2 separate regions of the Macaca mulatta genome follow, and region 2 is linked to region 1. Evidence: chromatin contacts called from public Hi-C data. All regions are on one chromosome and are shown on one strand. The core of a region is the stretch at or near the end of the contact, and the rest is flanking DNA. Distances in the headings are between cores, read along the strand shown.

What was found. Hi-C and Micro-C count contacts between places; a contact is called where the count stands out from the background.
Region 2: a Hi-C map of fetal cortical plate shows a contact between it and region 1, with 2.2 times the contacts expected there. The contact joins the promoter of KITLG here to the promoter of CEP290 in region 1. A contact is called at or near these places in 3 of 14 Hi-C or Micro-C datasets (fetal cortex germinal zone, fetal cortical plate and liver).

Annotation. Positions count from the first base shown.
Region 1 is chr11:95,386,349-95,391,792 of T2T-MMU8v2.0, forward strand. CEP290 (centrosomal protein 290) reads right to left here and starts at 3,053. Exons shown (of 53, transcript XM_077953219.1): 1 at 2,879-3,053; 2 at 2,169-2,297; 3 at 460-529; 4 at 110-156. The coding sequence starts at 2,270. TMTC3 (transmembrane O-mannosyltransferase targeting cadherins 3) reads left to right here and starts at 3,268. Exons shown (of 14, transcript XM_015152434.3): 1 at 3,268-3,449.
Region 2 is chr11:95,820,833-95,826,276 of T2T-MMU8v2.0, forward strand. KITLG (KIT ligand) reads right to left here and starts at 2,347. Exons shown (of 9, transcript XM_077953220.1): 1 at 2,140-2,347. The coding sequence starts at 2,154. LOC144332704 (a long non-coding RNA gene) reads left to right here and starts at 2,354. Exons shown (of 4, transcript XR_013400689.1): 1 at 2,354-2,486; 2 at 3,877-4,017.

The DNA of each region.
Region 1 (5,444 bases), core at 1,803-4,302:
ATTACAATCATCCTTATCATTTTTCCAGCCAATAATAATTTTAAAATTTGAAAACAATTCAAAATAAAATTAATGACAATTACATCCTAGGGAACACAAAAAGACATACCTCCAGTTCATTTTCCAGTTTCATTACTTTAGTTTTTAATTGATTTTCTATTTAAAAAAAAAAAAAAGACAAATGTTTTAATTGATTAGTTACCACAGAACAAACTTTTACATAAATTTTAATAACAAAATTAATTCTTTTAAAAGAGTCCATCATGATTATAAGGTAACAAAAAGTATTATACGGCAGATCCATAAAACAGGAGTCTAGAAATATGTATTATTAAATAAATGTTATATATTAAAAATAAATTGAATATATACAGTTTATAGAATTTAATTTTCTACAGCTTAATGAACAAATGGAACTCATTATTTAATAACATAATAAACTTTTTCCAAGGTGCTTACCAAATTTTGCTTGTTCTTCTCCAGCTTTTTCTACTTCCTCCAAAGCCAGCTCTACTTCTTGAGCTTTCATCTAAACATTTAAAAAAAGTTTATTTCAATATGCCTTTAAACTGGAATGTAAGCACTGAAAATAAAAATTTTGTTTTCTTATGCTCATTAGTGCCAGCAATGGCTGGCACATGGAGACTTTCAGTAAATATTTGTTGAATGAATAAATAATTTTTTCTCTCCTTTTTTTTCGCTTTTGAAATAGGGCCTCACTTTGTCACCCAGGCTGGAGTGCAGTGGCACAATCTCAGCTTACTGCAACCTCTGCCTCCTGGGCTCAAGCAATCTTCCCATCTCAGTCTCCTGAGTAGCTGGGACTACAGGTGCATGCCATTATGCTCAGCGTGCCATCATGCTCGGCATGCCATCATGCTTGGTGTGCCATCATGCTCAGCAAATTTTTTCGTAGAGGCAAGGTCTCACTATATTATCCAGGCTGGTCTCCAACTCCCAGCCTCAGGCAATCCTCCTGCCTTGGCCTCCCAAAGTGCTGGGATTATAGACGTGAGCCACCATGCCAGGCAATTTTCTTACTTAAGACGACAATTTCTAGATTTTTAATAGCATGAAACATTTTTGATTCTCCCTTTTACCTCAAGTCCTCAAGTCTTATATCCAGTAAAGCAACATATCTCTTTGTAATGTTTTTCCACTACTTTTTTTCTGTTCCAATTGCTATTATTCTAATGCATAATTTCAGGTTTAAACTCCTCTATAATGTGATGTTTGCAAAGCTCCGATTTCCTTCAGTTTGTCCTATATAATAGACTCAGTTTTGCCTTCCTAAGGCCTATTTTTGTACCTATCAACTGTGGTTCGAAAACGCCTTCTCAATTGCTGACAGCATAAAATACACCTTTAATGACCTCAAGAACCTATCTCAAAGTACCTACCCAAGATTTGTTTTCTCTACAGCCTGCTACAAACTTGCTGCACCGCATTTCCTCAAATGTAAAGAATAAACTTATTTCCTATCCTCAATATTTATTTATGGTAACCAACAGCTCTAGAATTCCCTTACTATCTTACCACTGCATTACCTTCCACTTACCTAAAACTACTCCTCAGTATTCATCCTCTGTGAAGTCTTCTGACACCTCTTAGATCACTTCCCCTCTTAACAAATCCCTATAGCAGTCATTGTCTGCATTTGTCATTTGGACCTCAGGATATATTTCCTTATGTTATTTTTCAACATACTCATTCTATTTCCCCTACATACCCTTTTAGAAACTTTAAGTAGAAACTAGCAATGTTTTACATACTAAAATACTTAATCTACATTTAAATATATTGCACTTTTGAGGGGTGATGTAGATATTACCAAGTATTTTCACAAAGATTACTTTATATAAGAACAGATTTTTATAGTTCCTCTAATAGCCAAACCTATCATTAAAACCTACTACATACAAACCTTCATTAGTGACTGAGTAATTCTGAAAAGGTGTATCACATTTTCTTGCTTTTCACTTTTTAGCTCATTTACTTCCACCTAAGTAAACAGAAAAGCAACTGTTTTATATTTTATAACCTTTAAGCAAAATATAAGAACTCTTCCAGATTGTGACAATTAATAGTTGTTTCTGAAAAAAAAATTCATATTTTATTAATAATCATAAGTTAATGTATATATCTATTATTATTGACCAAGTAAGCACCTTGGATAAGGAAATCAATAAATTATCTGCCAGTTCTTCTTGACGGGGCAGGTCATCTGGGTCAACTTTCATTATTTCTTTCCAGTTTATATTAGGTGGCATCTTGAATTCTTTCACTGTGCTCCACCTCTGTAACAAAACAGGTGGATATTAGCATTTTCAAGGTACACAGCATTATTGGTTTTCTAATAGCCTACATTTTTTGCAGATTATTTCATTATAACTTTCTTATGTTAGCAAAGAACTATGCCTTAGCCACAAAACAGACAAGTGGGCAAAATAGCCTTGATCAAAAATAGCAGTCGGCACAAACTGTCAGAGAGTGTACCGGCTAAATAAAATGTGACGGCTTCCTTGCTAACACTAATATAAGTTAGGACTAAGATTTCTGGGTCCCTTCCTCCACACCGCCTACCCACAACGCGCGCGAACACCCTAATCTTGGCAAGCGCGAGGGTCTGTGGAAGGCTGACAATGATCCTTGATTTGGAGAAGCAGAATTGGGGCTGGAAAAAAAAAAAAAAAAAGAAGCAGAAATTAACAATTGGAATGAGTGAAGTTGTGCGGCGGAAACCGGAACCGAAGTAAGGCAGGATTACGGACCCGAGGCTGGAAGGGACGGGGTAGCTGCGCTGCGGCACACGGGCCCTAAGGCTAAAGAACCTGAACGTGGAGTGACTCGCTGATCCTGCTTACAGGGATCCACCCACCTACACCAAGCCTGGCAACCAGCGGAGGTCCCTCACTACCACAACCACCAAGCTGGACAGATCCCTATCGCGGTTCCACGCGGACTCTGGGTCCAGCCAAATGGTCCCCAAGGAAGCCAAAGCGGCAGCGGCTGCTAAGCGACACCATCCCTAACTCCGCCGGGGCCAGAAGAAGATCCCGGATGCAAAGAGAGCCTACAATTCACGACCGTGGGTGATGCTTTACGTTTAGATTCTCCGCCGGAGTCCCAGGACTCGGTGTTCAGGATGATGAGAAGGCGTGGAACGAGGACTCCAAATCCCAGAGTGCAGATGTGCCTGAGGTTTGTGCATGCTGGGAACTGAAGTCCCTGAGAAGAGGAGATAAGGCGCTCCCGGCGTGCAACGCGGAAGGCTGCGACGGTACCGGGGCGGCGGGGAAGGACCGAGAGGCGGGAGGCGCAGTGGCTGAGGCGCCTACGAGCTGGTGGCCTGAACGAGGTAGACCATGACTGTGGCTTTAGTGGCGTCACTCGCTGGGCCGCTCTTCATGAGGTTTTCCTAAGCCATCCCCTGGCGGAACCGCTTCCAGGTGAGGTCGAGCTGTGGGTCAGCGTATCAGGAGGAGTTGAGGGCAGCAGTCTGGGTTAGAGAAGCTTCTGCTATTGGGGCCGTAGGGCCTGGCCCCATTCTGAAAAAGTGGAAACACCCTGCCTTCTCTTCAGGCGTTTGCAGGCGGCGTCCAAGGTAGTGCCTTCTGTAAGAAGGAAAAAACAAAAAGTTTTAGCCTTGTTTAGTATCAGAATCTTTCTTGGTAGAGTGAGAGCCGCGCAGCCGTGATCCTCGTTTGGGGGCGAGCGAAGAATTGACAAGAGGTCTCGGCATCCTCTGACCCCGCCAGCCTTACCTGTAGCACCATTCCCTTCGCAGATGGTGGGACTTGATGGTTGTGGAGCTAGTATAAAGGGAAGGCTCTAGAGAGGAGAGGTTAGTGCTTGTCCGGGCCACTGCCGGGGGTGGAGAGAGAAGGTACCCGAGGACTCACCTGTACTATTGTCACTGCTTGGTTACCTAGGGTGTCCTTCCATGAAAGCGCCTTCTCTGGTGTTTACCACGCTTACTTGTGCAAGTTTTGCTCATCTGCTCATAGCCATACTGGAGTGCGATACACCTCTAACTAACTTTCCTAAGAAGCTGTAGATTTAAATCTAAATGACATTTCCAACTATCTGTACCAGTGCTTCTCATCTTTCTTTTTTTTTTTTTTTAACGCTGCTTTAAAAAAAATTTTACTATACTTGATGGTAAATTTTCCTTTCGAAAATAAGTAATGAATTTCTTTTTAAACTCCCAATTTGGGTAAAATAAATAGCTCAGTACAAAATAAAAATATACTGGTTTTGTGAGATAAATTTTAAAGACATTAGTTAGATTTATAGGAATGACAATTTTACTACTTTTCTGAAAGATTTTATGCCAAATACTATTCATTATCTTGTTTATTCTTCCTTACAATCCAGTGAAATAGGTGCTTACGTTGTCCTCATTTTCCATCTAAGTTAAGAAACTGAGGTTTGGAGAAGCTAAGTACTCTAACTTAAATAGTGTGATTGAACACAGATCTCTCTGGCTGGAGGACATATTCTTAACTTCTATACACCTCCTCAGACATTCTGGGAAACCAGTATTTGTGAAGTGCTTGTGCCTCAATCTTGCTGTTTTTATTAAATGTTATATTTTAATTTTGTACGTGTTTACTCAATTAATTTGAATTAAATATTCTTCATGTTCAGTGTTCTTAATTCATAATTTAACATGAGATGATGTTTCTGGAAAGGGGTTCTGATCCAGACCCCAGGAGAGGGCTCTTGTATCTTGTCAAGAAAGAACTGGAGGTGCACACATCCCCATTGGAGGTGCTAGACTAAGGATTCTTATAGTTATTTCTTGATTATATGATAAACAAGGGGTGGGTTATTCATGAGTTTTCTGGGAAGAGGGTAGGCAATTCCTAGATCTGAGTGTTCCTCCCCTTTTTAGACCATATAGAGTAACTTCTTCACATTGCCATGGCATCTGTAAACTGTCATAGCGCTGGTGGGAGTGTCTTTTAGGATGCTAATGCATTATAATTAGTGTATAATGAGCAGTGAGAACTACCAGACGTCTCACCTTTCTCGCCATCTTGGTTTTGATGGGATTTGGCTGGCTTCTTTACTGCATGCTGTTTTATCAGCAAAGTTTTTATGACCTATACCTTGTGCCAACCTCCTATCTCATCCTGTGACTTAGAATGACTGATATCCTGAGAATGCAGCCCAGTAGTTCTCACCTTTATTTTACCCAGCCCCTATTCAAGATGGAGTTGTTCTGGTTCAAATACCTCTGACAATGGTAGGAATGAAATTTAATAGTTATTGAGCACATGTTATGTCATACGCTATGCTTACTACTGCGTGTTTATTTTCATAATAGAAATCTGTTTACTGTAACACCTTGTTTTTCTTATTGTTTTTTCATTCATTACAACTTATTTTTATGTATTCACTTATAAGTTTTGTTTTGGTTATCTGTATTACTCTTTCCT
Region 2 (5,444 bases), core at 1,097-3,596, 430 kb after region 1:
CGCCCCCCATGTCTGCAGATTATTTTATTGATTTTGGGCTATTTCCAGTGTCCCCATTTTCAGTGACTGTGGAATTGCTAGAAGTATTCTTAAAGAAAACCTTGAAGGTCATTAGATCCTAGGCAATGAATGCCTTCATTCAACAAGGGCACTGCCCTCCTTTGCCTGCAAGGCGTTTAACATCAGTAAGTTCCCCCAAAGGGCCTGCACTTTAACTTGTGTGATGTGTGACCGAACAGGTCACATATCTAAAATACTTAGCTTTCTCAAATGTCTCTGGTCGGCAGCACTGAGTCACTTAATGCCACAGCCACAATGTTTCAGACTAGATTGACCTCTTTCTAGTTTTCAATGGAATTATTCCATGTAATCCGATTTACACAGCCATTTAATCAAAGCGAGAAAGGAGATTACAGAGCTCACATTTGTTTTGCAAAGCAAGGGTGCAAGGATCTTCAATCCTACTGCCTCTCAGAGTGTCTTGATAGTACATCCCCTGGCTTTGGAGTGTTGGACATTACCCTTATCTGTCTCTTGTGTTCTTCTTTAAATAGGAAGGTTTAGGCTCTTTTCCTGAACTAGGAGGTAGCAGCTTCTTCCCCCAGATCTCACCACTACCATTCATGGGAGCAGATGCTACTACAAAAAGGAATAGGTCTCTACCCTTCTTGTAATTCCGCAGAAAGCTCGTCTAAATCAAGAGATTACAATAAAACTTTTCTTTTGCAAGCATCTGTAACATTTGCATTTCGACAGCACTCTGTGGTGATTCCAGGTGTGGCGCTCAATGCCTTGCCTGAAAGCTAACCAGCTTGCAAGAGAGGGGAGAGGCACATGGCTTCTTTTCTCTTAGAGAGTGCTCTAGAGACTACGTAAGCCTGTTTCAGCCAGGCAATGTCCCTTTTCCCTGCCTTTTACCACATCGATACAAGGGGCTAGAGTCTTGCAACTTTCTTCCCAACGTGTACATTTGCAGGCCTAGATATCTGTTTAAAACATGATGCTAAGCAGGCCATTTGATAAAGCATTTTGAGCACATTGATGCCTTCAACCTAAACCAACGATGTGTACAAACACCCTGATTTCCTTTTTCCCCACCATTTCCACCCCTTCCACACATTTCAGGAACTGCAATCTCCGACAGAACCTCTGGGGGGTGAAAGGGCAACCCTTACCCAACCCGCGGCAGACAACACATAACAATTTCTAAGGGGGAGAAGTGAGAGCAGGTAAGAATCAACAATGGTGAAGAGAACTGTGGATAGGATAGGGGGCACCGTGGCGGCCCTTTCTAAAGGACGAACCAGGTATTTTCTTCAAAAAAAAAAAAAAAAAAAACACCACTAAAAAAAATCTAATTGTCCCCCGGGGCAGCGCTTTACCCACAGTGCTTTATGTATAACGCAGAATTTAGCAGCACTAGGAATTATCTCAATCACTATCATTTAGAGGTGCCTATTTTATAAAGAGCCTTTATCCCTGCTGAAATGGGAAAAGGTGCATGCATTGTGGAGGTACTACAGCTCTTTAGAGCCCATACAGAGCCGCAAACTAGGCAGACACCGCCGAGAGCCAAGTTTCCCGGGCGGGCCGGGCAGGTACCTGCCCCGCCGAGAGCTGCAGCTTAGGAGCTCCCCGTTGGCTTCGCTCCCCCGGCTGCACCCGCGTCCGTGCCGCTCCCGGTGACCGGCGCCCACCTCGGGGCTACGCAAATAAATCTGAGAGAGAGAGCCAGCGAGGGTGGCGCGTGGGGTGCTGTTTCATAATCTCCCAGAATCCACGGGAAAACCGTCTCCTATGCAAAGACATGCTTTCCCGTGATAACTTAAAATTCCACGGCCCAAAAGCCAATCTTTCCACCAGACGGGAATTGCGGTTTCCGACTGACAGCTCAAAACTTAACTGCGGAATCTCCAAACTTGACACCGGCTCCCTCTCAGCACTCCCAATCCTTTTCTCCCTGGCTCAGCGGGCTCGGGATCGTACACCACGCCGGCCTCCCCCTCACCCTCTTGGCTCACCCGGCAGGTACGGCCCTGCACGCCCCAGCTGCAGGTCCCAAGGCGCGCCGGCTTCCCCGGGGCACCGGGCACGATTTTTCTTGGCGAGCCTGGGAGCTCCCGGGCGCGCCCTACTCACTTGTGTCTTCTTCATAAGGAAAGGCAGCGCTGCGATCCAGCACAAGCAGTGGTGTGGCGACTCCGTTTAGCTGTTCTGGAGCTCCAGCATATTGCACGAACAGCGGCGGCAGATAGTCCACGCATTGGGTAGCCCGAGCGCAGCGCCCTCTCTACTGTCCGTGCTTCTTGCGGCGCTTCTAGTCTCGGCGCGAGGCGGCGAGCGAAGCCCGGCTGCTGAGCCGCCGGCGCTTTTATACAGTTCCCTCCCGCCTGCTCCGGACACGCCTCCTTCCCTTCCGGAGCCCCGGGTAGGCGAGAAGCAGGCAAGGGCGCGGAGGGAAGAATCGGGAAGGCGGCCAGAGCACGGTAAATGGCCCAGAAGTTGGGCAGATTAGGCCAACCTCGTCCCCTCGCCTGGGGGCCCCGGACCTGCACCGGCGGGAGGCCGCGAAGGCGCGGGGACGCAGAGGTCGAAGCTTGGTACCCTGCAGCTACTGCTCGCGACGAGTCCCAGCTCACCCTCCCGGATCCGACGGGGCTCACCTGGCACGCCTGGGGACAGACGAAATAACCTCGTGCGCCAGAGAGGGCTCGGAGCTCCCTCTTTTATAGAGTCGGAGAGGGAGAGGAGTCGGGGAGGTTCAGAGCAAAGAATTCACCCTGCCTGCCTTAGAGAAATAAAGTTTAATTGTGATCTGTAGTTAGGCCATTGTCCTATCACCTCTATTTTTTTTTTAAAAAAAAACAATTACTTTAGTGAATGAATATTTAATAATTACAAGAATTGTCGACTCAAGGTTAAGTTTTGCGAGGGGAGATGCTTCATTCGGAATGGTTTGTTACTATGTCTTTGGAAATTAAGATTGAAAGAGAAGCGATAGATTATTAAACTACAGGTCACCAACACAGCAAAGCTTTGAAAGTTGTACTTTTTTGAACGGAAAGATAATGCCACCACAGTAATAATAGCTAACATCATTATGTGATGCACTTATTCATGTACCAGGTGCCAGACTAAGAACTTCGCATAGATTATCTCATTAAATTCTTTCATCAAATCTATTAGTATAGATCTTATTATTTTATTCCCATTTTATGGACGATTAAATACAAGGTTAATTTTCTTGACCAACCATATCTAGTTAATGGCAGAGCTCTAATTTAAACCTGGAGCTCCAGCTGTACAGTCTTAAAAAATACTTAAAACAAATATTTTATTGATTTTCCAAAATGTGTCTGTTTTTGTTTGTATAACTGGAGAACATTCCAAAGCATGTCATTAATTTTTTAAAAGAAAATATTAGCTGAACATTAACATCAGTGATCTTTAAAAGAAGGAATGATGTATGAGTTTAGGAATTAGTTATTTTAATAATAGAGCAGGATTCCAAATTTGCTTTAATTAGTTCAGGTGCATTGGTTAAACACGAATATGCCAAACCTGTAATCAGGGCGAAGCTTATTTATTTCACTCCGGATGTGCTGACCTCTGTGATTTCCCCAAATGTGGGAAACTTGACTGCATAATTTAGTGGGGGACTGCGTTCTCACTTTCGCAGGTTAGAAAAAATATGTATAGACAGCACATCAATCATGATTCCAAGTTGATAGTTGCTTAGAAAGATTTTTATACATTAGGTACTCTTAGTACAAATATATCAAATATCAAAATGAGCTGCTTAATTTGGATACTGAAGGCATTGCAAATGATTGTTTTCTTTCTCTTTAAGATTTTTTTTTATTTTGTATTTTTTAGATGGAGTCTCTCTCTGTCTCCCAGGCTGAAGTGCAATGACGCAATCTCGGCTCACTGCAACCTTTGCCTCCCGGGTTCAAGTGATTCTCCGCCTTAGCCTCTCAAGTAGCTGGGATGACAGGCGCCCACCACCACGCCCAGGTAATTTTTTTGTAATTGTTTTTAGTAGAGATGGGGTTTCACAATGTTGGCCAGGCTGGTCTCGAACTCCTGACCTCAGGTGATCCGCCTGCCTCGGCCTTCCAAAATGCTGGGATTACAGGCATGAGTCACCGCGCCTGGCCTCTTTAAGATTATTTTAAAGTGTAGCATTTTATTTTTTCTGCAGCTTTATTAAGTTATATTTGACAAAAATAGTATCTATTTACCATGTACAATGTGATGTTCTGCTTATGTATACATTGTGAAATTATTAAATCAGGCCAAATAACATATCCATCACCTCACATACTCATCATTTTTGGGAGATGAGAATATTTAACATCTACTCTTTGTAGTTTTGAAGTACCTCAGTATATTCAGGGGATTGATTCCTGGACCTTTCAGGTATACCAAAATCTGCATATATTCAAGACCCACAGTCAGCCCTGCAGAACCTGCCGACACAAAAGTCAGCCCTGCTTATACATGGGTTTTACATCTCTAGAATCCTGTATTTTCTATCTGAGTTTGAAAAAAAAAAAAATTGCATATAAGTAGGCCACACAATTCAAACCTGTGTTGTTCAAGGGTTAACTGTATACAGTACATTAACTGTAGTTATCATTGCTGTACAATAAATCTCCAAAACCTACTCATCCTGTCTAACTAAAACTGTGTACCCTTTTACCACCATTTTCCCCCCAAGGAAAAAAAAAAATTAGTGTCAATATAAACTCACTTTAATGTATAACATTAAGTAAATAACAAGTAGTACTAAAGGAGGACAGATATGACAAAAATAATCAAAATCGTATGAGAGTTACTGAAGCCTGTGAATCGTAGATCTAACCATACGGCTTTTATGAGACCAATAAGAAGGAATGGACTGATTCGTTGGACCAGGTTTAAAGAAACCAGGCAGTGTTCCTAACAGAAATTCAGTTCAATTTCTTTTCATTCAGCTCAGTAATACATGCTACGTTCATCTCCTGCAATGCATTCTCATTCTCCTCTCTGTTCCTCCCTCTTTCTGTTCTTTTCCCTCTCAGTTCTCTCTGTCTCCTCCCACCTCCACCATTCCCTAGTTCTAGCTTCATTGATATCACTGACTTTCTCATCCAGAACAGAAGTATCTTCTGCTTCCCTCATACTGCTGCATTACAATTTTGTTGTGTAGTAATGTTACTTGAAATTAAATCAAGAGAATGTCAAAGCAAATATCCAAGAGATTAGAAAGAGCTAATATGCAAATGAAAGATTTTGGGTAGGCTTATATGGAAGTCACAAATGGGTCAGAATGACTGAGATCTCTCCTTAAGACTGGCTTTTGATAGGGGATGCAGGCCAGCATTCAGTTGATTGGCAGAAGAAAAACCAAGGAGTTACTTTAAACTGAACGAGAGGCAGGGCTATGTTCCAGGTAGATA